Regions from separate parts of the Mus musculus genome. Here all the other regions are linked to region 5. The links are chromatin contacts, called in public Hi-C and promoter capture Hi-C maps. All regions are on one chromosome and are shown on one strand. The core of a region is the stretch at or near the end of the contact, and the rest is flanking DNA. Distances in the headings are between cores, read along the strand shown.

What was found. Promoter capture Hi-C pulls out the DNA fragments that hold promoters and counts their contacts. Hi-C and Micro-C count contacts between places; a contact is called where the count stands out from the background.
Region 1: a contact with region 5 is called in a promoter capture Hi-C map of neutrophils. The contact joins the promoter of Sdr42e1 here to the promoter of Gcsh in region 5. A contact is called at or near these places in 2 of 39 promoter capture datasets (liver and neutrophils) and 1 of 115 datasets of contacts at active chromatin or transcription factors (bone marrow-derived macrophages).
Region 2: a contact with region 5 is called in a promoter capture Hi-C map of pre-B cells, with 2.2 times the contacts expected there. The contact joins the enhancer-like site here to the promoter of Gcsh in region 5. A contact is called at or near these places in 1 of 39 promoter capture datasets (pre-B cells), 2 of 115 datasets of contacts at active chromatin or transcription factors (bone marrow-derived macrophages and microglia) and 3 of 9 other capture datasets (adipose tissue, liver and macrophages).
Region 3: a contact with region 5 is called in a Hi-C map of bone marrow-derived macrophages, with 16 read pairs. The contact joins the enhancer-like site here to the promoter of Gcsh in region 5. A contact is called at or near these places in 10 of 39 promoter capture datasets (the 3T3-L1 cell line, the C10 cell line, the HPC-7 cell line and 7 more), 2 of 484 Hi-C or Micro-C datasets (both in bone marrow-derived macrophages), 7 of 115 datasets of contacts at active chromatin or transcription factors (the 230-238 cell line, bone marrow-derived macrophages, embryonic stem cells and 3 more) and 3 of 9 other capture datasets (adipose tissue, liver and macrophages).
Region 4: a promoter capture Hi-C map of the HPC-7 cell line shows a contact between it and region 5. The contact joins the enhancer-like site here to the promoter of Gcsh in region 5. A contact is called at or near these places in 12 of 39 promoter capture datasets (the C10 cell line, the HPC-7 cell line, HPC-7-derived erythroid cells and 9 more), 2 of 484 Hi-C or Micro-C datasets (bone marrow-derived macrophages and cortical neurons), 4 of 115 datasets of contacts at active chromatin or transcription factors (bone marrow-derived macrophages, embryonic stem cells, large pre-B cells and 1 more) and 2 of 9 other capture datasets (adipose tissue and liver).
Region 6: a promoter capture Hi-C map of liver shows a contact between it and region 5, with 2.4 times the contacts expected there. The contact joins the enhancer-like site here to the promoter of Gcsh in region 5. A contact is called at or near these places in 1 of 39 promoter capture datasets (liver) and 2 of 115 datasets of contacts at active chromatin or transcription factors (the 230-238 cell line and bone marrow-derived macrophages).

Annotation. Positions count from the first base shown.
Region 1 is chr8:117,672,234-117,676,254 of GRCm38.p6, reverse strand. Sdr42e1 (short chain dehydrogenase/reductase family 42E, member 1) reads left to right here and starts at 2,566. Exons shown (of 3, transcript NM_001357273.1): 1 at 2,566-2,655. It also overlaps the pseudogene Gm31717.
Region 2 is chr8:117,526,965-117,530,715 of GRCm38.p6, reverse strand. All of the region lies in intron 2 of Plcg2 (phospholipase C, gamma 2), which reads right to left. Among named protein-coding and RNA genes, the nearest start is that of Plcg2, 31 kb to the right of the region's middle. Within about 2 kb of position 1,360, at least 37 of the 459 cell types and tissues checked have an H3K27ac peak or open chromatin away from gene starts, as enhancers often do. A contact at or near this core is called in bone marrow-derived macrophages, microglia and pre-B cells, where this site is marked.
Region 3 is chr8:117,548,269-117,552,432 of GRCm38.p6, reverse strand. All of the region lies in intron 2 of Plcg2 (phospholipase C, gamma 2), which reads right to left. Among named protein-coding and RNA genes, the nearest start is that of Plcg2, 52 kb to the right of the region's middle. Within about 2 kb of position 1,717, at least 1 of the 459 cell types and tissues checked has an H3K27ac peak or open chromatin away from gene starts, as enhancers often do. A contact at or near this core is called in bone marrow-derived macrophages, where this site is marked.
Region 4 is chr8:117,574,634-117,578,826 of GRCm38.p6, reverse strand. It overlaps Plcg2 (phospholipase C, gamma 2), which reads right to left. Exons shown (of 33, transcript NM_172285.2): 10 at 903-1,004. Among named protein-coding and RNA genes, the nearest start is that of Plcg2, 78 kb to the right of the region's middle. Within about 2 kb of position 1,531, at least 15 of the 459 cell types and tissues checked have an H3K27ac peak or open chromatin away from gene starts, as enhancers often do. A contact at or near this core is called in the HPC-7 cell line, where this site is marked.
Region 5 is chr8:116,991,169-116,995,148 of GRCm38.p6, reverse strand. Gcsh (glycine cleavage system protein H (aminomethyl carrier)) reads left to right here and starts at 1,651. Exons shown (of 5, transcript NM_026572.4): 1 at 1,651-1,861. The coding sequence starts at 1,723.
Region 6 is chr8:117,643,604-117,647,836 of GRCm38.p6, reverse strand. No RefSeq gene overlaps it. Among named protein-coding and RNA genes, the nearest start is that of Sdr42e1, 28 kb to the left of the region's middle. Within about 2 kb of position 1,611, at least 27 of the 459 cell types and tissues checked have an H3K27ac peak or open chromatin away from gene starts, as enhancers often do. A contact at or near this core is called in liver, where this site is marked.

The DNA.
Region 1 (4,021 bases), core at 1,317-3,816, 680 kb before region 5:
ACTAAGATGTGGGGGATAGTACGGAATACCCCCTAATAATTGCTGGGAACACATACTGCTGTTCAACCCTCTGGCCTATTTATACTTAGAATGTTCCCCAGGGTTGGCCTCTTGTATTCACTCATTATCCCAGAACTTTAACATAAGGGCATGTGGTAATCCGATGTCCTAATGGATGTGTATGTGACTCTCAACACAGAAAATGAGGCACAGCTCTAAGGAAGCCTGCCAGAAATGTGATCGCTCTGAAACGCACCGTGATCCAGATTCGCCTCAACAGCCACCTCCAGACTCGAACTAGAATCTTTTTCCTTGATCTAGAGTCTAACCCCTACCTTCTTTTTCTCCCTTTTCCTCTTTAAGGGTCATTATGTAAAGCCAGAGTTTGTAAATACTCATTTGTGTAATAAATAAAATGTTCATAGATGGTTATGCCCCACCTCATTCCGTTTTCTATGAAATTAAAAAAAGGAAGAGTTAAGTCACGGCCCGAATTTGGCATTCAACACCATTTGTCTCCTAAATGACCTATAAAATGCATATTGCCCTGAAAACCGATGCTTAAGAGAATTTCTTTCTCTGGTCACTTTTAGCATAGATTTCCTATCTGGGCTTTTACAAAATCTACTAACCGGCAGTGAGAACTCGGGGAGTAATTACAAAGTCTGTAATTTTCCTTTCAGATGTAAATGTTTATATTCTAAGAGTCCTCAGGGGACAAAATAATATTAACATTTAATATAGCACACTCCGTGTTTATCCATACAGGAAATGTGGGCATCCCCTGGAGGATCCTGGGATTGCTCACAGGAAAACAATCTCCTGTATTGAATTCTCAGGGGTCCCTTCTTCCACGGCTGCTGGTCTCAAGAGGACATAGCTGGGCTCCCAGCTCCTGAGCATCCGTCTTCTTCTTTTCTAAGTTTGTTTGTTTGTTTTTTTTTTAATATCCCAAGGAGCCACAGAAAAGCTGTCCCTAAAGACCACTGAATACAACCCTATCTTCCCTCTCCTGAGGCCTACGGCCAGATGGAAGCTGAAGACCAGGCAGCCAAGAAAGTCAGGGTCCCACCAGCATCTTCGCTTTCTTCTTCTGGCCTCCATTTGTTTTTATGTCCTGGGGCTTGTGTCTACCTTTGTGACTTTATGTATATACATGAGGAAAACCAAGCTGTGGATGACATCATTCATGTGAGCCCATTTGAGTGAGTCTGAATATGGGACCAGTTCTGTTAACAAGGAAAGCACTTGGAGTCAAAAACCTTCATTTTTCCAGTTTCCAGAACAAAACTCTCTGACCCAGGGTCCCGTATAAGGCACATGTCTCTTTGGGCTATATACACATACTATGCAGCTTTCTTTAAGCCCACAGCTCTAATGAGAGGGCATATGGTGTTCCTAACAAGGAGAAAGCTAGCTTCCTCTCCTCATAGCTTCTAAGTCCTTCGGGAACGAAGGTTGGGCTTCGCTTGTTACATAGTCAGTGGCCATAGTAACAGGGAGCAGGGAAAACAAAATCAGGAACACAACAAAACATATCCACATATAGAAACCAAAGGTCAGGAAAAAAACAGGCTTTGAAAAAGTAAGTGGAGGGGCTGGAGAGATGGCTTAGCAGATAAACGCACTTCCTGCTCTTGCAGAGGACCTAGGTTTACATCCCAGCACTTAACATGGTGGCTCACAACTGGCCTGTAACTCCAGTTCTAGGAGATCTGTGGCATGTGGTTGCATATGTGCAGGCAAAACACTCATATACATAAAATTATATATATATAAATAATATATATATATATATATATATATATATATATATATATATATATTTGTTTGTTTTGTTTTTTGAGACAGGGTTTCTCTGTGTAGCCCTGGCTGGCCTGGAACTCAGAAATCTGCCTGTCTCTGCCACCCAAGTGCTGGGATTAAAAGTGTGCATCACCACTGCCCAGCTAAAATAAAATATTTTTAAAGAAACGTGGAGAGCGACTGTTCCCTTACTTACAGACCTTCATCTGTCGTCTATCCTTTCTCCAGCCAGAAGTCCATCAATCCATCCACCCACACACCCATCTATCCATGTTCTCAGCCATCTATCCACCATCTATTTATCCATATACCACCTCTCCATCATCCCATATACTTAACCCGCATACCTATTTACCTACACATCCACCCACCTACCCATCTTTCTACCCACCCACATACCCATCCACCCATATATTTTTCTATCTGCCCACATACCCATCCACCCACCCATCCACCTATCCATCTACTCACCTGCCCACCCGTCTGTCCATTCATCCGCCCACCCACCCATCCAAGGAAACCGGCTGAGCTAAACCCCTTCTTCGATCAGTTCTGCACTCATTAATAGAGGTACACAGAGAGATGGAAGCCTGGAAGCAGAAGCTGAAGGTAGGAAGAGGAGTCTAGATGACCCTCTCAAAAGATTCTGAAACTCGGAACTGCCTCAGCACAGTTTAAAACTGAGAAACCACTTGCTCATCATAGAGATGAGGGAACCTCCGGGCTTCCTAGAGAGACCCGGAAGCGGTTTTAGGAGCCAGTTTGACAGCTTTTGCTCTAGAGCGGGGGCAGCAAGGCACCAGAGGCTCTTTCGTCTTGCTTCTACAAGCCACGCTGTCGTCTGCCTCTGTGAGTGGTCTGGGGTCGCAAGGGCTGTCGTCACCCACGGGGTCCCTATTCTGGGATGGCAGGGCGGTCCTAAACGCACTTTGCCGGGCTTATGACGAGCCGGCTGAGGGTGAAAGGAGCCTGAAGTGTCCATTGAGGGTAACAGGTGGCATTTGAGAACGACAAGTAGTGGGTGATGATGATAGCTGGTAGTTAAGGGTCACAAATGACAGCTGAGGATAACTAATAGTTGCTGAAGGTGACGGATGGTTCTTGAGGGTGACAACGGTTGTAAGTATCACCAAATTGGATGAGTCTAATTGCCGCCGCCTCAGAACTGTGTTTAAGTATCAGTGGTATAACTTTAAAACTCCTGTAATAAACGAGCGTACCACGGTTGCTGTGATTTGCATTTTAAGGGAGGAGGAGGCAAGGTTAAAAAGTTGTCCAGGCCATCTTCAGCTACATATGCAGCTAGAGACACGAGCTCTGGGGTACTGGTTAGTTCATAGTGTTGGGCCATCATTGGGAAGAGAGGCCATTTGGTCTTGCAAACTTTATATGCCCCAGTACAGGGGAACACCAGGGCCAAGAAGTAGGAGTGGGTGTCAGGATAGCATTTGAAATGTAAATGAAGAAAATACCTAATAAAAAACTGGAAGAAAAAAAAAAGCTGTCCAGGGTCACACAAGTAGCTGATGGTAGATCTAAATCCAGGACCCAATTTCATGATTCCCTATATAAGAGTTTTAATGCTGTGTCACATGCCCCAATGCCTCATGGGAATAGATGAGGTAGCTCTTCCTTTGCCTTTCTGAGCCATTACAGAATGTGCCGGTTGTGAAACGATACACAGTCCAGATCAGTGTATGCTCCATACCTATTGCTTCAGGTCAGAGACTCTGGCCAGCCCTCTGGGACTGCTGGGGTTGGGACATGAGTGATGAAGTCAGGTGTCCCTTGGCCTAGTGGATACATAGAACCCTGTAATCCACTCACTCCCTATGGGACTTGGAGCTGTTGATCATTCTGTCTCTGGGCCCGAGTTTATTCACATGCAAAACGGGACCCACTGGTTAGCATTGTCTCTTTTAGGGCAGTGATGAGCACTCAAGTGACATAATTTATAAACACATTGTAGCGCAGCGCCAGGCACTTAGGAAATGGCAGGAAATGCCACGGTGGTAGGATGGAGTGTCAGGCATACTGACTTCCAGACAGAAGGAGGCATGAGTGTAGCAGAGAGGACGAGGGCAGTTAGAAGGCTGTGGAATGCTCATCTATCCAGAGCACTAGGCTCCAGTTTACCAGGTGCTCTTTGTCCCTGAAGACTGTTCTAGACCAGGAGTCTACATTCACATAGAGTTTCCATGGTGATTTGAAACAC
Region 2 (3,751 bases), core at 111-2,610, 540 kb before region 5:
ATGCATGACCCTTGGGAGTCGGTGTTCACCAATGAAGGTGGTGTCATGAGAAAGGACAAGGAGAGTAAAGGACACCAGGTGGCAATAAATGGGATGCCCCCGACGTGGGATGTCCCCTCAGCTGTGGCTTTACTCTTTAATTCTAGTACCTAATGTATGGCATGTAAGACACATACAAGAGGGTCATGACCCAGCCAAATGCAGTCACAGCAAAGAGCCAGGCCTGAAGTGTCCTACCAAGCCTAGGATTGCCTCTTCTGCAGAAGTTGATGGACTTTCAAAGGCTCCCACCCCCAAGAAAGCAGAAATAACAGCTTTTCTAGTTTGATTTATATATGTGTGTGTGTGTGATATATATATATGTATATGTATCTTGTATGCTAATATGTCTAAGTATATGTAGTATATGCCTGTGTGTGCACAAGAACCTGCTTACACATAAGTGTGAAGCAGCCAAAGGCTCACTTTCACTGGTTTTATCTGCCACTCCCCACATCAGTTTCTGAGATAAGCTCTCTTATTGAACCTGGAGCTCACTCATTCAGATAGCCTGGCTCACCAGCACACCCCGAGAATCCTTCTGTCTCTAATCCCTCAGTACTGTGCTTATAGACCTGTGACACCGTGGCGGGCTTTTTTATGTGGGTGTTGGGATCTGAGCTCAGGTTCTCATGCTTGGATAACAAACACTTCACCCACTGAGATCCCCAGACCTTCCCTCCTGTTCTTTTGCATATATGTATAGTGTGTGTGTGTGTGTGTGTGTGTGTGTGTGTGTGTGTGTGTGCAAGGACGCCAGATGTTAGGCATTTTCCTCTGTCACTCCACACCTTATTCACTGAGGCAGGATCTTTCAGTTGAACACAGAGCTTGCAAGGACAGCTAGTCTAGCCAGCAGCTTGCATTGAGGACCTCTCTCCACCTCTGAGCCCAGGAATTACAGGCAGACCACCACACTCATCCGCTGCTCAGCATGTATGAAAGTGCTATCGATCTAAATCCCAGTCCTGACACTTCCAATGTGAGCACCTTGCCTACTGAGCCATCTCCTCCCCAGCCCCAACCCTTCTTTTTAAAACTAGGTCTTCTTCTGTAGCCCAGACTAACCTGGGGCCCATGCTGGCCTCAAAGTCCCTGGGTGTTGGGATTACATTTGTCACCACACTCGGCAAGAACTTTACAACTTGAAGCTCATACCACAGAGGGGAAAAAAAAAAAACGAGACATTACCCCAAGAGCACCCTCTCCACACCCCTACCCTCAGCTCACCCTGACCCTGACCCCGGCTGGGTAAGGCAGCTGGTGGCAGACAGAACAATGTAGAACCTGGCTAATATAGAGCCTGCCACCAGCTCAAAGAAACAGTTCTGCAGCAGGTGCTAGCTTAACCACAGGACTCTGCTACGTGGCCATACAAGCCTGCCTACAGGATTAGCTTCAGAACACCAGACACTTGGGCCTCAGAGAATAGACTGTTCAAGTCGGGGGGGTATGGTGCAGAAATACCAAGATTTGACCAGCAATTGAGTTACCTAGCAAGCACTGAACAACCTCAGCACCCTGTCTCTGCCTCTCCACACTACCACAAAGTCCCACATACCCTATGGCTTCTTGTTGGGCTGAAATCAGGGGCGCTCGGAGCCTGGCTACTCCCTGAGGCTCAGGAGACCCATAGTCTGGTCCTTCTTTTCTTTATATGTGTAAGACAAGCACTGTGCTGAGCTACAAACCTAGCCCAGATTCCTTGATACACAGTCCCATTCTGTACCCACTCCACCCTCTCTTCCTGTCCCTATGCCATGGCTCACCTGATCTGCTTGTCACCAGGCCTCTTGAGCACACTGGATCTACCTTCATAGCTCAGGAGCCTCTCCCCGCTCAGTGAGCCTCACTTGCCTGTACGCACAGCCTGAGCCAAGGAGCATCTCAGGCTCACAGGTTTTGGGGGTCTGGGGGAGGAGGTTACAGAAGTGACTATTCATGCCTGCAACCTTCCCTCCCAGGCCAGTGGCCTGCAAGAGAGGAGATATTTGTCCCATCTCCTCCCTGCCAGCCGCAATGATGAAGCTACCAGGAACCAAGTACAAGTCCAGGACCAAGAGGAGAGGAGAAAAGAAAATGGAAGAGAGACAGGGAAACTCCACACAGCCTATCCACCATGTATCAAATACAACGTAAGCTGCGCTTCATACATACTGGAAGGTCTGCTCTCATCTTCTTCATCATTGTGGCTCAGACCAAGTCACACGGCTTGCAAATGGTAGGTTGGGGATTTGAACCTGAGCCTCTCTGGCTCTCATTTTGTGATGCTCTGAACCAAACACCGGGATATTTTCAAGTTCCTTGGGGATTCTTTTGTTCAAAAAAACAAAACAAACAAACAAATAAACAAAAAACAAAAAAAAAAAAAAGAAAAGAAAAACCCTTTCCTTCTGGGTAGGAGATTATGTAAAGCATCTGCGGCTGCCCCCTCCCCGCCCCCCCGGGCTTGGCGACTTAGAAGATGATCTATTTTGGGGTTTTGCGCACCAGTGACCCATAGCTCCCCCACCCTCCTCTGTGCTTTTCTCTACACAGCCACTTCCTGGGGCTCAAATGAAAGTCTGGAGGGCCAGCCCAGCACAGGCAGGGTGTATAACAGCTAGCAAAGCCTCACCAAGCCCATTAGAACATCAGGGCCCATCTGAAAACAAACTCCAGCCATCCCAGAACAGGCAGTGACTGCCCAGAACCCGGGACCCAGAGGAAGCCACAGAGCCATCCCCGAAGGCTGCAAAACTCCAGGTTGGCAGCTCCAACATGATGCTCGTTCGCACATCCTCCTGTCTGGTTTTAGGGCAGAAGAAGGGAGGGAGTTTGAGAGCAAGAGATGCTGAATCAAACCATCTCTCGGGCAAGAGATTTCCGGGTGTCTACAAGAGTCCATAAGGAGGCCTCTAGAGGAGAATTTCTGCCTGGGTGCCTGCTTTTCAAGGTCTCCCCTGAGTGAAGGGGAGACCTTACATCACAGGAAGCAGGCTTAGTTAATATGTGCTGCGTGATCAAAGTAGAGGAATGGGGCTATGTGGCAGGGTGGAGGAGCGAGGCTCTGATAATGTGTGGGCCATGCAATATGACAGTAGTCAGGCTGCCTCGATCCCCTGGCAGCAAGGAGCTGAGTGTGTCATTGCCCTGCTCGCAGCCCTTACTGGTTACCTTAAAGGCCTGGTTTCTCTACAGCCTCCATTACAGTTTGGGGTGGTTTACTGCACGGCCATAGATTAAAAACCATTATGCCACTGTCGCCAGCTGCCACACAGTTAGCATGTGCACCAGGGCTGTGCACAATCTGGTCCCTCAGATCTTAACTTACTCCGTCCCCACAGCAATCTGATAAAGTGGGGTTCACATTGTGCCCCGTTTTATAGGCGGGAATGGTGGTGTTCCCAAACTCCTTCATGAGTGTGTCTTCAGATCCTGGGGTGCTCCCCAGCAAGGGGGAAGGCAGCCTCACTCCCGTTAGCTAGCCTATAGCTGAGAGCAATTCTCAGCACCAACTCTGGACCCCTGCATGAACTTACACACACATGTGCACATGCCTACACACGTGTGGACTCACACATACTCACATACAACACACATATATATGAAAATGGGAAGGAAAAAAAAAGAATTAAGTGTTTCACCAGCAAAAAGCCACTTAAACACTCACTCCCATAACGCTCCTCTTCTTGTCAGTGCTCCCCTGAGCCAGAGAGATGGTTTGGGCAGC
Region 3 (4,164 bases), core at 468-2,967, 560 kb before region 5:
GGTGGCTAGCGGGATTGAGATAGGATCTTGATGTGTAACCGACTGGCCTCGAGCTCATAAACCTCCTGCCTCAGCCTCCCACACGCTGAGATCGCAGGTGTATATCTGTACCTAACAGCTCCTAATGGAGTTTAGACTAAGTGTAGAAACTTATATGTATGTTTCCTATCCATTCTTAAATTCTTTTGGGTGGGGGAGAAAAGGGTTTATTTGGCTTACACTTCCATATTATTGCTCATCATGGGAGGAGGTCAGGACAGGAACTTAAACAGGGCAGGAACCTGGAGGCACCACCACCAGGCTTACAATCCAATCTTGCGGAGTCATTTTCTTTTCTTTTCTTTCTCTCCCTTTTTTTTTATTGGATATTTTCTTTATTTACATTTCAAATGTTATCCCCTTTCCCATCCCCTAAAACCCCCTATTCCATCCTCCCTCCTCCTGCTTCTATGAGGGTGTTCCTCCACCCACCTACCCATCACTCCCACCTCCTTGCCCTCAGTTCCCCTACACTGGGGCTTCTATAGAGCCTTCATAGGACCAAGGACCTCTCCTCCCATTGTTGCATGACAAGGCCATCCTCTGCAACATATGCCATTCTTAAATTCTTAATACAATTGAACAATACTCAGGAATCATTAAAAAATAATGAATATTTTGGATAGCATTGGAAATGTAAATGAAGAAAATACCTAATAAATAATAATAATGAATAAATAATAACACAGTATAGGGCCAGCAAGATGGCTCAGTGGGTAAAGGCCAATGACCTGGGTCCAACCCCCAGAACCTACACAATGGTAGGAGAGAGCTGACCCCTACAAGCTTGTCCTCTGACCTCCAAACCAACACGTTAGGTTCTTGCTTTCCGGATATCAACACTACCGTCTGCCCAAAATGCGCCATCCAGACCTCAGACCTCCTGTAAGGTGTTCAAGTACAGGCACCAACACGACACAAACGGCACACAAACAGCAAAGGCTTGCATTGGTCAGCAGCAAGAGAAGAGCACGCCCACCGCTCTGCATGGTGAAGAGCATCATGTGTAAAACCTGGAACCCCCCCTCAATGGGGTCCCTTCTGACACCTAATGCTGACAGCTCAAAAGCCTGGTACCACACTAACAGAGCTGAGCTTCAGTTACTGCTTCAACAGATTACTTCATTACTGTTTCCATGACAATGCAAAGCAGACTACACACAGAAGAACATGGTAACTCAGCATTCTACCAATTCTACCATGAGTGTGTGTATGTGTGTTATATGACTATGTACATGATTGTGTGTGTACATGGAGGGTTCCCTTGGACAAACTAGTGAGCACAAAGGCCAGAGGTCAACACTGGGTCTCTTCCTCTATTGCTTTCCATCTTGCTTTTTAAACATTTGTTTGTCTGTCTGTCTGTCTGTTTGTTTTGTGTGTGTGTGTGTGTGTGTGTGTGTGTGTGTGTGTGTGTGTGTATGTTCACACGAGTGTCTCAGCATACATGTCAAACCTAAGAACAACTTGTGCATGTCAACTCTCCCCCTGTGAGTCCCAGAGATAAAATTCAGGTTGTCAGAACTGGGAGCAAAAACCTTTACCCTCTCAGTCCATCTCTCTAGCCCTCCACTTTACTTTTTAAACTTACTTTTATTTTACCTGTATGCCTGTGTACCACATGCATGCAGTGCCCGTGAAGGCCAGAAGAGGATGCCCTGAAACTGGAGTTCAGGAAGTTGGGAGTGACCATGTGCATGCCAGGAACCCAACCCAGATCCTCTTTAAAAGAAGCCAGTACTCTTAACCACTCAACAATCTCTCCCGAAAGCTCACCAATTCAGCTAGACCGGCAGCCAGTGAGCCCCACGCATCAGTCTGCCTCTGCCCCTCCGGCTCTGTGGTTACAGCTACTTATTCTGTGTTCAGATTCTATGTGAACACTGGGGATCCACACTCCGGTCCACCTGCTTACCCAGCAAGCACTTCTCGAATGAGCCATCTCCCCACCACCTCTACACCATGTCGCACACACCACACTGGATAGGTGCAGCTGTACAACACCTCACATAAACACCCTAGGGAAGAATAGTTTATTTTGGCTCCCAGTTGCAAGTTTTACTCCCTCGTGATGGATATGGGGTGTCAGAGCAGAGTTCAGCCAGGAGAAGGATTTAGGGGAAAGGGACACAGACAGACAGACAGATGGACGGACAGACGGACGGATGGACGGACGGATGGACGGACGGATGGACGGACGGATGGACGGATGGGTGGACAGACAGATGAACAAGAGGCCCAGGCAAGATATAACTCCAAAGGGTATACTCCAGGAACATTCTAGCTAGTTCCTACCTCCTAAAGTTTCTAGAACCTTCCAAAAGAATACCACCAGCTAGGAACCAGGCCTTCAATACATGAGTCTGTGGAGAAGGGCTCTTCCCATTCAAATCATAACACATCCTCAGCCATTACATCACTACAGCATAAAAAAAAAAAAAAGTGGTATTCTTTGAGTAAATGCTCTGTAACTGGGGGGCAGGGTAGGATGGGGAAGGAGACTAAAAGAGTCTGCTCTGAGTGCTACGCAGTGCTTAGGAAACTGGTTGGGATGCCCAGATTAAGTGACAATCCTATAGCCTTTGTGTCATGAATATGACAGAATATATTGCTAGCCCCACAAACGGGCCTTCCTTCGTGTTCTCAGAAATGTTTTAGATTCCAGGGCCAGGGAGATGGCTCAATGGGTAATGTGCTTGCTATGCAAGCATGAGGAGCAGAGCTTAGATGCCCAGCACCTACATAAAAGCTGGGTGTGGCTGTAAGGCTGGCCCTGGGGGATAAAGACAAGTCCTTGGAGTTCATGGGCCAAACGAGACACATACACACACATCACCCATACACACACACATATACACACACATACACATGCACACACACACATATACACACACATCACACATACACATATACACACACATACACATGCACACATACATATACACACACATCACACATACACTACACACATACATATGCACACACACATACACACACATCACATATCACACATACACACACACATACACACACATATACACACATACTTACACACAGCACACATACACATGCACACACACATACACACACCACACATACATACACATACACACACATGCACATACACACACATATACACACATATACACACACATCACACATACACACATCACACATACACATCACACATACATATGCACACACACATACACACACATCACATATCACACATACACACACATACACACACATATACACACACACAGCACACATACACCCACACACACACACACATGCACACACAAATCACACATACATACACACATCACACATACACATGCACACACACATACACACACCACACATACATACATATACACACACATACACACACACACAAATATATTCAGTTCAGCCAAAGAGAAAGAGCCATATTTGTACATGTATCTGAAACAGCACAAGAAGACAACAGACTCTCCACCCACCCACCCACCCACCCCAGTTTCCTGACAACAAATACCACTAATGGGAAGGATATGGGGCAGAATGGTCAGGGGTCATTGTCTGTGCTGGTGGGGATTTCTGCTTCAGGCACACAGTAAAACAATCACCTGTCTTTGCAGAGCAAGCTAAGAGTAGCTGAGCTCAGACCTTGTCTTATGTGGTGGGGCTCGTGGCTGGGCTTCCTGCTTGTAGAAGCAAGATAACAGCCACAAACAAGGCCTGGCCTTTGCATGTCCCACCCCTTCCTGGCATCATCTTGGGTCTTCCCCAGATCTAGATACCCTCTGCACCCTGGTTCCTGGAGTTAGCCACCCTTCCACTTCCTGTCCTCCCCACCCTTGTGGTGCATCCCCATCAACACTCCGTCTCGGTCCCTTGCCTTATATCGTCTACCCTTGGTTGCCCTGCCTGGGATGGGACATGAGTCTTCATATTCAGCTTTTTACCAGGCTTGGTGGCTCACATCTGTTAATCCCAGGAGGCTGAAACAAGAGGATCAGGAGTTCAAAGCCAGCCTGGGCTGCCTGAGACCCTTCCTCAAAAAAACAGAACAAAAGAAAGAAAAACCTTCCAGAAAAATCTTCCTGTCTCCTTGCTTCTCCCTCTCCTGATCTTCAACCT
Region 4 (4,193 bases), core at 282-2,781, 580 kb before region 5:
CTCAGTGGTAGAGTGATTGGCTAATGGGTACAAAGCCTCAGGTTTTAAAAAAAAAAAAAAAAACTGAAGATAAAAGGGAAACAGAGAGAAAGGGACAGAGTTTCCTGTCCCAACTCCTGGAAGCTTTAAAATAAATAAATAAATAAATAAATAAATAAATAATAAGAAAAGAGAAGAGGGCTGGAGAGATGGCTTCATGGTTCCTCTACTGTGATGTAAAATGGAGATGGGGAAAACCCCAGAAGCTCCAAGGTCTGGGAGCCCAGCATAAAGAGACCCTGCTTCAAATAAGGATGCATACTAGGACCTACACTTAAGGCTGTCTGTCCTCTGACCTCCTGGGGGCCGGGTGGAGGGACAAAATAAACATTACAAAGAGTCCCACTGTTATAGGTCTGTGGTAGAACCCCTGCCTAGCATGCAGAAGGTCCTGGGTTCAGTTCCTACCATGGCAAAAACAAGGAGGCCGAGAAGGGGCCCAGGGACTTTCCCATCTACCCACTCCTAGCATTTAAATAATAATAATAATAAATCAGAAACACCGACTGGCTCAGAGGTACATTTTACTGCCATAAACAGCCCCAGCGAGCAAGTGACAAGCCATGTCCCTTCTGATCCTCCCCGGCCACCTGTAAAAAGAAGTGTCCTCTATAAATGGCTCACACAACCATCAAACATTTGTCAAGTTCAGTTGGCTTCTCCCTGATGGCGAACGCCCTCTAGTGGCGAAACAGGTAATCCCACCCAGGTAAGAATCAGGAAAATGAAAAGCAGGATTAATCCCCACCCTGGGAAAACCACTCCTTACACGGAGTCAGTCCCCCGGACACCTGACAGTGACACCTTCCGAGGGGAAGGGATAAAGGAAGTCCTGCTCACGTGACATGCCCCAGCCCACTCACCTCATCCACAAATAAGAAGGGCTCTGCGGTCTCTCTCATTGTGTCGTCGATAAACTTGGTCATCCGCTCCCGGACTTTGTTCAGATCCTGAGCCCATAGCTCCTTAAAGATGTCGAAGATAACACAAAGTCACCAAAGGACAGGCAAGGTCCTCCTCAGGACCTAGTCAAGGTGATCAAAGACTGGACCCAATGTCAAACCTATGTCATTCAGAGCCACATAAATAAGGCTCCATCCTGGCATGGTCTTTGCCAGGGGCGAGCAGATGCCTTCTGCATGGGTCACCCGCTATCCTCACTCAGCAGTCACCACCGTGTGAACGCAGCCACAGACCAAATACAGGAAAATGAGCATAGCTGTATTGCAATGAAACTTTATCAATAAAAGTAACGACAGACTATGATCTGCTAAGAACTCAGAGCACTAGGCCACGGGTGTCAGTATGAAACAGCCAGGGACTGTGGTGGACTATGCCAGTGTTAACAGTTTAATTATGAAATGCCGCCCCCCCCAACACACACACACACACACACGGGTTCATGTGTTTGAACACCTGGGTTACCAGGTCATGGCATTGTCTGGAAAGGCTGTGGAACCTTCCAGAGATAAGAGGCTTGCTAGGGGAAGTAGGTCGCTAGGGGTGGGCTTTGAGGTTTTATAGTCCAGCCCCACTTCCTGTTCCTGACGAGAGAGGCCATGTGACCAGCTCCGATTCCTGTCACTGTGCTGTTCCCACAGGCTGCCATCTCTTCCCAAATATGATGGGCTATAGCCCCTCTAAGTCTAAGCCAGAATAAAGCCTGCCCAGTTGAAATAGTTTCTTCTGGTCACAGCAACGAGAAAAGTAACTATACAGTATAGCCAGCCTACTGGGGTGTCTCCCCTGGCTCAGCCAAGGTGACAAGTCACGTGTCTTCTTTATACAGCCTCATCCATGAAAGGAGGGTCCCAAAAGTTATACACCGCGCAGGTTTGGAAACAGGACCACATGAAGTCAGTTGTGTGCTTAGTGCAGTGTTCTTCGCTGCAGGAAGCCTCCAGTTTCTGGTAGTTTATTCTAACAGCCTCGTCCCCGTATGGTCCTCTAACCTGCCCCACCCTGCAAGCCATATGATGTCACTGTCACATAGAGAAGAGGACACACAGGCTCAGGATGACTTCAAGACGATCCCAGGTCTCCAGAGCTCATGAGAACCAGGGTCAATTTCCAAATCACTCAACCTGGGCAAAAGAACTGAGATGGACACCTCGCATCCCCTCCCCCAGGGGTCAGCCAGGCAGAGCCACCCCGATAGACAAATCCAGCCCCACTAGCAGATTCAGTACAATGCTGGACATTCCAGAAACATTTCCTTAATAAAAAACCACAGCATGCAGTGACCTTTCTTCTGCTACATTCTCCGAAACCTCAAATATCCACAGGCAACAAGATGAACGATACCACAGACCCGATGCTGGCCAATGCCTTCTGGGTTTCAGACATTCCCCAGTGTCTCTCCTTGTGTCTGAGATGAATGTGTGATTGGGTAGGAAGGGACACGGGGTGGGGTGGGGGTGGGGGGACGGGGACGGGGGTGTGTCAGAAAGAACAAAAGCCCAAAGACAGACTGAAACAGGATGGTGAGGCCCTACTTCAGCAACACAGGACTGTGGCTAGCTAACAAGTCTCCCCAGACCACAGACACCAAAATAGCCAGCAGGCTGTGAGTTCCCTGAATGGAAGGTTGTTAACAGCATAGAGCATGGGGTTCAGGATTTAGCTCAGTGGTAGAGCACTAGCCCGGGGTTCCGTCCTCGGCTGTGGGGGTGGAGGTGGGGGGAGAACCAAGAAGCAACACCACAAGTGCAGGATGCTTAGTGCAAACACCTTGGCTCCCTGGGTACCTCAAAGGGCCTGAATGGCCCTTCTCTCCTTCCCCTGCAAAGCACACGCGTTTATCAAAAGACATGAGCACTTGCTAATAGAACTGGAGGCTGCTTTCTGGCTGGGCAGAGACCAGGATCTTCCTAAAGAAGTTTAGAATCCCAAGATGCTAGGGGTTCAAATGTGGGATGGTAAGGTGGCCTGAGGGTAAAGGTACCTGCCACCAAGCCCAACAACCTAAAATCTGATCGCTAGGACACTAGTGGTAGGAGGAAAGCTTTTAGCAGTCCCAGCAAGCCGTCCTCAGACTGCCCAACAGAATTCACTGCCCACTGTGTTTAACATCCTTGGGTCTTAAGAGCTCACTCAGGCTAAGCAAACAGAACCTCTCTCCTCCATCACCTGCATTCAGTGTTCCATGCTGTCAGGCGTGGTATGCATGCCCAGCACCCCGAGCCAGCAGCTGCCACTGCCCAACCTCAGGCTGTTAACCTTGTGGTAAATGTCCCTCTCTGATCACTAGTCCCTTTCTATCACTATACTATGATAGAGCCCAAACATAGAGTGTGAAGGTACAGAATGGTTGTATCAGCTATTCAGGAAGCTGAGCCAGGAGGACAGCAAGTTCAAGGCCAGCCTGGGCTATAGAAGGAATTCAAGGCCAGCCTGGGCTAAAGAGGGAGTTCAATGGCAGTTTGAGCAACTTAGTAAAACATGTCTCAAAAACGTGTATCACAGGGGAACGTTTAACGGCATCTTCTCGCCAGACACCAGCATGGTACCCAAGAATACACACACACACATACTAGGGTGACTTTGTACCATCAGATAATGACATCCCAACAGGAAACTCCTGTGACTCTTCCACCACACTAGGAGCCACCACATAGATGCCATCTGGGGAGTCTTAGTTCTCATCCCCCAGGGGACCAGCAGGTTTGGTCAGCCTAGTCACCTCCTCCCATCCAGAAGGAATGGCCACCCAGGAAAACACTCCTGGTGTGGCCCCTGGGGATGATCTGGCACCAGCCAGGGTGAGGGACATCTTATTCAAGCCCTCAAGTCCCCTGCCATTGCTTGCTCATTGGAAGTCGCGACAAGATTCAGCACGCCATGTTATCCTTTTCCAATGTGAACGCCCTTGATCTCCTTCAGCTGTCTTCCTGCTCTAACTAAAACTTCATGGGCTCACAGAGACTGGAGCGGCAGACATGGGAGCTGCATGGGTCTGCACCCAGTCCTCATGTAGATGTTAGGAATGCTCGTTTGGTGTTCTTGTGGAACTCCTAGCAATGGGCGCAGGTGTGTCTCTGACTCTTTTGCCTGCTCCTGGGACTCTTCCTCCTTGTGGGTTGCTTTGTCGAGCCTCCATATGAGAGCTTTTTGCCCTGCCTTGTTGTATGCGGTTTGGTCCTGTTTAGCTGCTG
Region 5 (3,980 bases), core at 402-2,901:
CAGATATCAACCCTCTATGTTTTTTTTTTGTTTGTTTGTTTTTGGTTTTTGGTTTTTCGAGACAGGGTTTCTCTGTATAGTCCTGGCTGTCCTGGAACTCACTTTGTAGACCAGGCTGGCCTTGAACTCAGAAATTCACCTGCCTCTGCCTCCCAAGTGCTGGGATTAAAGGTGTGCGCCACCACGCCCCGGCTGTCTCTCTGTCTCTCTTTTTTTAATATATATAAATGTTTAATCTATCTATCTATCCATCCATCCATCATCTATCTATCTATCTATCTATCTATCTATCTATCTATCTATCTTTGGTTTTCGGAGACAGAGTTCCTCTGGTTGTCTGGTATAGCCCTGGCTGTTCTGGAACTCACTATAGACCAGGCTGACATTGAATTCAGAGATCTGTCCCTGAGTGCTAGGATTAAAGCTGCATGCAGCTACCAGGCTGGAATCTCTTCTTGAGGGTTGGGTTGCTTTGTTTGTTTGCTGGCTCTGTAGAGTCTTCCCTATAGGGCTGGTCAGTTTAAAGAAAAGACAGGATCACTGGCTGGCCTACAAGTGTAAGCCGGTCCTGATGTGGCCTTGAACTACTTGAGCCAGTCCCTGAGCAGGAGGCTGGCTGGGCTGGCAGGAGAAGAAACAGCCCATTTTAAAAGGTACCACCCGTTTTTAAGGTACCGGGCTTTTGTCTCAGCTCAGGGGGGTGTAGATGAAGCTGGCCATCATGGAAGCTCACCACCTTTGTCATCTACCAGAGTTTTTATCTAACTGCTACTTCCTTGCCACCAGCAGCCCTAGTTTGGCTTGAATGTCTGGTACAGCTTCTAGTATATATTGTTCCGCCCTTCCCCTCATCCACTGTACAGACTCTGGGTTCCCTGCCCCCAGTACATCCTACGCTTTTCTCTTGGCTAAGGGACACTGAGCCTTTTCAGGGAGCCTTCTCTCCCTCTCCAAGGACATCTGCAGCCACCTCAGGGTAAATCCTGTTTTGTCTTGGTGGTGCCAACCCATTTCCCTTGACAGTGAACATAAGGAATGGAGGTCCCTGACTTGATAACTCCGAGGATGGACAACTCCTTACTCGGAAATCCGCCTGCCTCTGCCTCCCGAGTGCTGGGATTAAAGGCGTGCGCCACCACGCCCGGCTCCCTTTTCTCTTTCTGTCCTTTTTCTTTCCTCCCTCCCTCCCTCTTTCTTTCTTTGAAACAGGGTTTGATGCCTAGAACGGTCTTAAATGAATCCCATGGGGGTGACCTTGTGCAGTTAGGCGTAACTGTGTGCTTTAAGGGCCTGGCGGCACCTCATCTTCCGTAGGACTTTTTGGCTTAGTGGCATGAGACTGCGTTAGCCCAGCAAAACCATCCTTGCTGGAATCTTTCTCTGGCCCCTGCAGCGATGCAGTTCAGGGCAACTCCTAGATTGCGGACTTGGAGCTTCTATTCGCAAGATTCTACTCTCCGCCCTCCAGTGAGGCCCCGCCTCCTCCCTGCCCAGCCAATCTGCGCCTCTCACACAGCCCCATCCGGGCCTCAGCGCCTCCACATGCACACGCCCCTCGCGCGGGTTGTCCTATCCGAAGTGGAACCTTCAAGATGTCCAATCAGAGCGCGCCTCTCCCGGGCTCCGCCCCCGGGCCTGGGTGCTCCGCTTACTCTGGACCCACCCCGTCCCCACCGGCCCGGTGGCGGAGGCGAAGCGCAGTTACCCTCCGGACCTCTGACCATGTCGCTGCAAGTGTCGAGGAGCTTGCGGGTTGTGGCCTACAGCCTGCGCACCGCCCTGACCTTCTGCTCGCCGCGGCCCTGTGTACCGAGCGCCGCCGCCGTCCGCTCACTGCGCACCGGATCTGCTTTGCTGTCGGGTAAGTGCAGGGCACGTGGTCACCGCTCCTGCCCGCCCTACTCCCAAGCCTCCTGGCCGGACCGACCTATAGCCCTACCCACGCTTCTCGCTCTTGGGATCCTGGTTCTGCGGCCTTTCTCCCTAAGTAGGCGGGAGAGTACAGGAGCAAACTTTGAACCCGGGGTAGAAAGGTGGAGCTGGGAGGGAAGGACGGCTGGACCCGCAGGTAAACCGGCCACTCGTGCCGGGCTGAGCTTGCTTTTAGGTGCACCGAGATCCTAAATGTGGGGAGCACTTAGGTTTGCTGTGGAACCTAACAGCAGTTTGTTTACGAGGAACTGCGAAGTGAAGTTAAGCAGAAACACATACTAAAATTTAGCAGAATGCATATACAGATGAATGAAAAGTCAGAGTAACAGAAATAAGCTTTTTACTCTCTCCCCCGCCCCCCGCAAAATCAAGCGTAGTGAGGAAGCTTTAGCTGTGAACTACAGACAGCAGGAAAAGTTCTAACGTCTGAGTCATTGATGTGTACTGGGGTTCAAACGAGCCTGGTTTGACGGACTGGAAATAGCTGGGAGACCTGCCCATTGTACGCGTTTGCACAGTTAGCTGGGAAACAGTTTTATGTGCAAGTAGTGGAGACCTTACTCAGGCAGCACAAATCGGAACGGCTGCTCTCAGCGAGTGCCGTGGGTCAGAAATCTGTGGAACTCAAAATGTTGATCACGTTATTCCTCGGTGTGGAGTGCCACGTTTCTTCCTTTCTTGCTAAAATTTCTCCAGTTTTTCACACACCAGACCGTTATTGACTGGAGTACAAGGGTAAAGAAATGCTCAAATAAGCAGTCCGTTTCAAACCAGGCATGGTGGGTGGCTTCCACCGGTAACCGTGTCAGCACTGCTGAGGTGGAGGATCGCTGTGAGGCCGAGGGCAGCTGGAGCTACATACTGAGTTCCAGGTATTTGGTTAAATATTGCCTAATGTGTCAATTCCCACGGTCTGCTTAACTACTCAGGTTCTTTTCATTTTTACCCTCTTTGAACTGGCAGAATTGTGCACACTTATTATGCAGGGTGCAGAGCCTTGTGCTTGTTGAAACACAGACATTATTCAATTCTGGTTTTTCCTCTTAGAGCTGTGTGGTCTCGGGCACAGTCTCTCAACTTCTCAGAACCCCAGTGCCCTGCATTAGAACAGTGGAGGCGAGGCAATAGCTACCTCAGAGTTACTGGGAAGTCGTCCTGTCACCTGCAGCTTGACATATTAGCAGTGAATAGTTTTATTAACTATTAGTGTGTAGTGCCAGATAGCACCACTGACCCATATTAAGCAAGCTATTGTGTTTGAGAATGCAGTATCTTCAGTTTCAGCTCAGATTTTCTGAGGCCCCAAACCATGGTGGGGTTTTGTTTCTGTTTTCTCAAGGCTGGGTTTCTCTGTGTAATCTTCCCTATTCTAGAACTCTCTCTCTCTGTAGATCAGGCTGGCCTAGAACTCACAGAAGTCTACCTGCCTCTTCCTCTCTGAGTGCTGGGATTTAGGTGTGCCGCCCCCCCCCCCCCCCCCAGTCTGTTTCTGCTCTGAGGTCTGCTCTCACTGCGAAGCTGGAGAGACCCCTGTGTAGCTGAGGATGACAACTTCAGATCCTTCCACAGTGCTGCGACTGGACTGCCGAGCACCACCAAACCCAGCTGTGCAATGGTAGAGACTGAACTCAGAGCTACCACAGTGATAGGCAAGCACCCATCCCCCAAAGCCACATCCCCAGGTCTCAAACTGTGTTTTTCGAGGATTAGGAAGAAAGTAATTATTTACCTAATCTGCTTTCTTCAGTGAGGTCAAGGGTTAACGGAGAATTGTAATCTGTGCCTAAGCCTAGGTAGCATTCCTGGGCTAAAAGGACAATATGGACTTTAAGGGCAAGTGGACCTGGGTGTGCTGAGCTCAGAATGCTGCTGGCTCAAACTGAAGCTGCAAAGTTGAGGCAGAGCAGCGACACTGTCAGCGGTGTGGCCGAGGATAGCGCAAAGGGTCAGAGATCTGTGACTGTCCGCCCCTGGTCAGATGCTGTGTTGAGGTGATGATTGTTGGTCATAAGGTAATCAGGGGGTTCTAGACTTGTAAGAGAATGGCA
Region 6 (4,233 bases), core at 362-2,861, 650 kb before region 5:
AGGGGACACAATATCACAGCATATCCCCTGATCCTCTGACTCTGAGTCTTTCTGGGCTTCCCATCCTGATGTTCCGTGAACCTTAGGTGTGGGAGTGTTTTCAAAGATGTGTCCGTTGTGACTGGACTCCACAGTTCTGCATTTCATTTGGTTGTGGTTTTCTGTAGTGTGTATAGCTGGTTGGGGATTTGGGGGAGCGGGGGTGAAGAGCTGGGTATAGCCAGAGTTCCAGTGGATCCCCAGATCTCCCCCAGGGAAGGGATAAGGAGACAAAGGAACCCAAAATTTTGTTCTAGGAAAAGACATGGGTATCAAACAATCTGTTTCCTGCTGTCCTCAGCCCTGGCATGCCTCCAGAGCCACACAGGGCGTTTCATATACCTGGTCTCAGAAGGCTGATTCTCGGTAGCAGCACCCTCCAATTCCTTCCCATGAAGCAGTCTGCACCTCTCAGGTGTTTATGTCCCGGTCACCCCACCTGCCAAGGCAGTACTGCGAAATATCCATGAGTCTAAAACTGAGAAGGTATGGAACATCGTGGCTCAGGAGCAGCACAAATTCAGCCCATAGGACCCACCTCCAGATAGCCCCTGGCTATGGCACCTTAAGGGTTTGTGGAAGATGCAGAGAGACAGACATTCCAGGTCGTTCACCTGTTTAGGATGTGTGTCTGTCTGTAAGGCTCTGGCTTCACCTGAGCAACTTTCTGGAACTCTGTGTCCGCCCCCCCCCCAACCCCACTACTGGAATTTTAGCGCAAAGGTACAAGCTCGGGGGTGGGGGTGGGGTCCTGTGGACTGGGCTCAGCCATCTGTCCATCCCAATATGTCCCAACTAATGAAGGAACAGAACAGGGAAGTTTAACCAATGTGGCCACGTTGAGTAGAACAACTGAGAATGGGGTCCAGTGACACCCCCCTCCCGGCCCCCCAAGCCTATCTTCGGGGAACTGACCTGAACTTTCCGTTTAAATAGTAGACAAACTAGGGCGGGGTGCAAGAGCTGTGCGTGACAAAGCACTGCAGATTGAGGTGTGAGCTGGCTTGCTCTGTACCTCAGTTCTGCCTCTGCAAGGTTGTTGAACGGGTTATCACTGTCCTCTTTGGATGGAGCAAGCTAAAAAACACAAGCTTCTAGGCCCTGCTCCAGGGCACACCTCCCCACCAGCGATATCTGCCCTCTTTTAGAGGGTAGCCTGACATGTGGCTGTTGTTCCTGTAATCCGGGGTGACTTCTGGCTCAGGACTGGAGACCTTAGATGCCTCTGAAACCCTTCCCTGCCCCTCCCCGGGCCCCACCTCTGTGTGTCTAGGTACCTTTGGCCTTGAAGAGAGATAAGATGAGATAGCTCCTACCAGTTGTCTTGTAAACACCACCACCCAGCCAGTAAGTAACCTGTCTTGCACTCAGAGTTAAAAACAGCAATGGTGGGATATAAAATGAAGGCAGAGGTACCGGCCTTTCAACCTGCTGTGACATATATTGCGTGCCCAAATGAGAGAATGTTTTTTAACAGTATAAATTCAGGGCCTAGAGAGATGGCTCAGTGGATAGGAGCACTGTCAGCTCTTACAGAGAAGCCAAGTTTGGTCCCCAACACCAAGGCAACTCACAGCAGTTCTGGGGATCTATTGCCCTCTTCTGGCCTCTATAGGCACTGCATGCATGTGGCATTCCTACATACATGCACACAAAACACTCATACACATATAAAAATTAAAATTGGTATAACTATAAACCAGCTTTGAGGGGAGAAGACCTATTTTGTATATTTATAGTAGAATGCACTAAGAAACCCTAAATTCTGGATTGCAATAGTATTCAGCCATCACTGTGTGTAGAATTTCCCTTGCTAAAGAAAGTGTTACCTTTGTCAGTGATTCTCTGAGGTTGCCAGCAACTAGACCGACTGGCTGGTTGGAGAGTGGGTCTTCTGATGTGGGGCAGTCTAAAAGGATGTACTTCATGAAACACAGATAAATACGAGGAAAGACACAGGGTGAAACCCAGGCGCCCAGTTTCTGACTGTATCTATAACAAACAAAGAATAACAGCCATCTATCAGACTGTGACCATTTGGGCAAATTCCTCCCATAAGCAGCCATTTTGCAGAAGAATAAATATTGATACAGATTGTGTCACACAATGCTACATTGATAAAACTCCCAGTATCAACACTGAGGTCATAGCAAGATTGCTCATAGGTGCTATATATAGTTCAGCCAGCAACCCAGAGAGCATTTCCATGTTTTTTTTTTTTAAGACATTTTCAATGCATTCGAGTGGACGTTTGTGTTTTAGTAAAGTAGGCACTCCTAACTCCCAAAGCACTATTTGTTTTCGTTTCTTAATGGTAAATATTTTGTTTTTCCGTTTCCTCGGAGCTGAGCATGTAATTTGAATGTCGGTCTCTAGGTAGCTCTTCCTTCCAATGGCTGTCCCTGGAAAAATCAACGTGACAGCTCTAAGCAACACACTGTCTTTCCCATTGTGCTGATGGCTCTCGTTATTCTGCTAATTTAGGAAGTGCAGTTTTGTTGAGGGCCAGCCCTGGTAAGGATGGAGATCACGCCTCGCAGAAGTCCTGTTCCCGGCAGGTCTCTGAGGGCTCCACGGTGTGAGTGTTTTGCTTTGTGATTTAATACATGCTCCACTTTGGAGCAGGTTCCATGTGCTACTTAAAAGAATCCCCACTCTGCGGCTGCTGGATAGAGTGTTCTATGCATTTCGGTTGAGTGCTTTGACCTATAGAATAATTTATGCTTCTTTGTTGCTCTTTTGAAAGGGTTTGAATAGTGAATCCATTAGTAAGGATAGGATGTAAATGCCCAAGTATCATTTACGGGAGCTTGTCTGTAGGTCTACCTGTGTTTATACATACATACATACATACATACATACATACATACATACTACATACATATAATCTTAGATCTTAGGCTGGAGTGTTGGCTCAGCCATTGAGAACACATTATCCTTCTTGCAGAGGACTGAAATTCAGTGTACAGCATCCACATTGGGCCACTCACAAGCACCTGTAACTCCAGCTTAGGGGACCCAACGCCCTCTTCTGGCCTCTGGGGACACTGCACACACATACACACATACAGACACACTCATACAGAGACACAGAGACCGACAGACAGACAGACACACACACACACTTTAAAATCAAATCATTTTAACATTGAGTTATCCATAGTCTTGTAATGCTATCCTGTTGGTTTGCTCTCTTGACCACAACTCAGTGACCATCTTTTCCTGTCTCACTGTCTGTCTGAAAGTCTGCTCTGTCAGTTGTGAGCACAACTACTCAACTACAATTGATTTTGATTTTGAATTCTTTTTTTTTTTTGTCCTCTCAGCACAGTGTTGGGTCATAACCCTTTCAGCCAGTCTGTGCATACATATTGTAAATGAGCAACTGGGACCATTTACACTCAAGTTATTGGTGGAAAATAGGGACTTATTCCTGTGATTTTTAAAAAATTACCTCATTTGAGATACTCTTTTATTTTGATTGGTTGTTTGTTTGGTTGGTTGGTTGGTTTGCTCTTTTTTGTTATTTATTTTTCATTAGATATTTTCTTTATATACATTTCAAATGCTATCTCGAAAGTTCCCTATATCCTCCCTCCACCCTGCTCCCCTACCCACCCACTCCCCCTGCTTGGCCCTGGCATTTCCCTGTACTGAGGCATATAAAGTTTGCAATACCAAGGGGCCTCTCTTCCCAATGATGGCCAACTAGGCCATCTTCTGCTACATATGCAGCTAGAGATATGAGCTCTGGGGGTACTGGTTAGTTCATTGTTGTTCCACCTATAGGGTTGCAGACCCCTTTAGCTCCTTGGGTACTTTCCCTAGCATCTCCATTGGGGGCCCTGTGTTCCATCCAATAGGTGACTGTGAGCATCCACTTCTGTATTTGCCATATGAGACAGCTATATCAGGGTCCCTTCAGCAAAAATCTTTCTGGCATATGCAATAGTGGGTTGGTTTACTCTTTATGGCTTGATGGTCTAGTGTATTGTTCGTGTTTGATTATTCTCTGCTCTCACCTGTGTTCTCTACTCCAGTTAGACTAGTGTCTTTACTGTATCTTCATGCTCTTTCTCTTTCATCCATGTCTACATGACAGAGTCCCTTACGCATGGTTTCTAAGGTCTTGAACCCGCTCAGTTGGTGCTCACCTTGGAACTTCTTGGAAGCTCTGCTTTTGTCCCTTGGTTC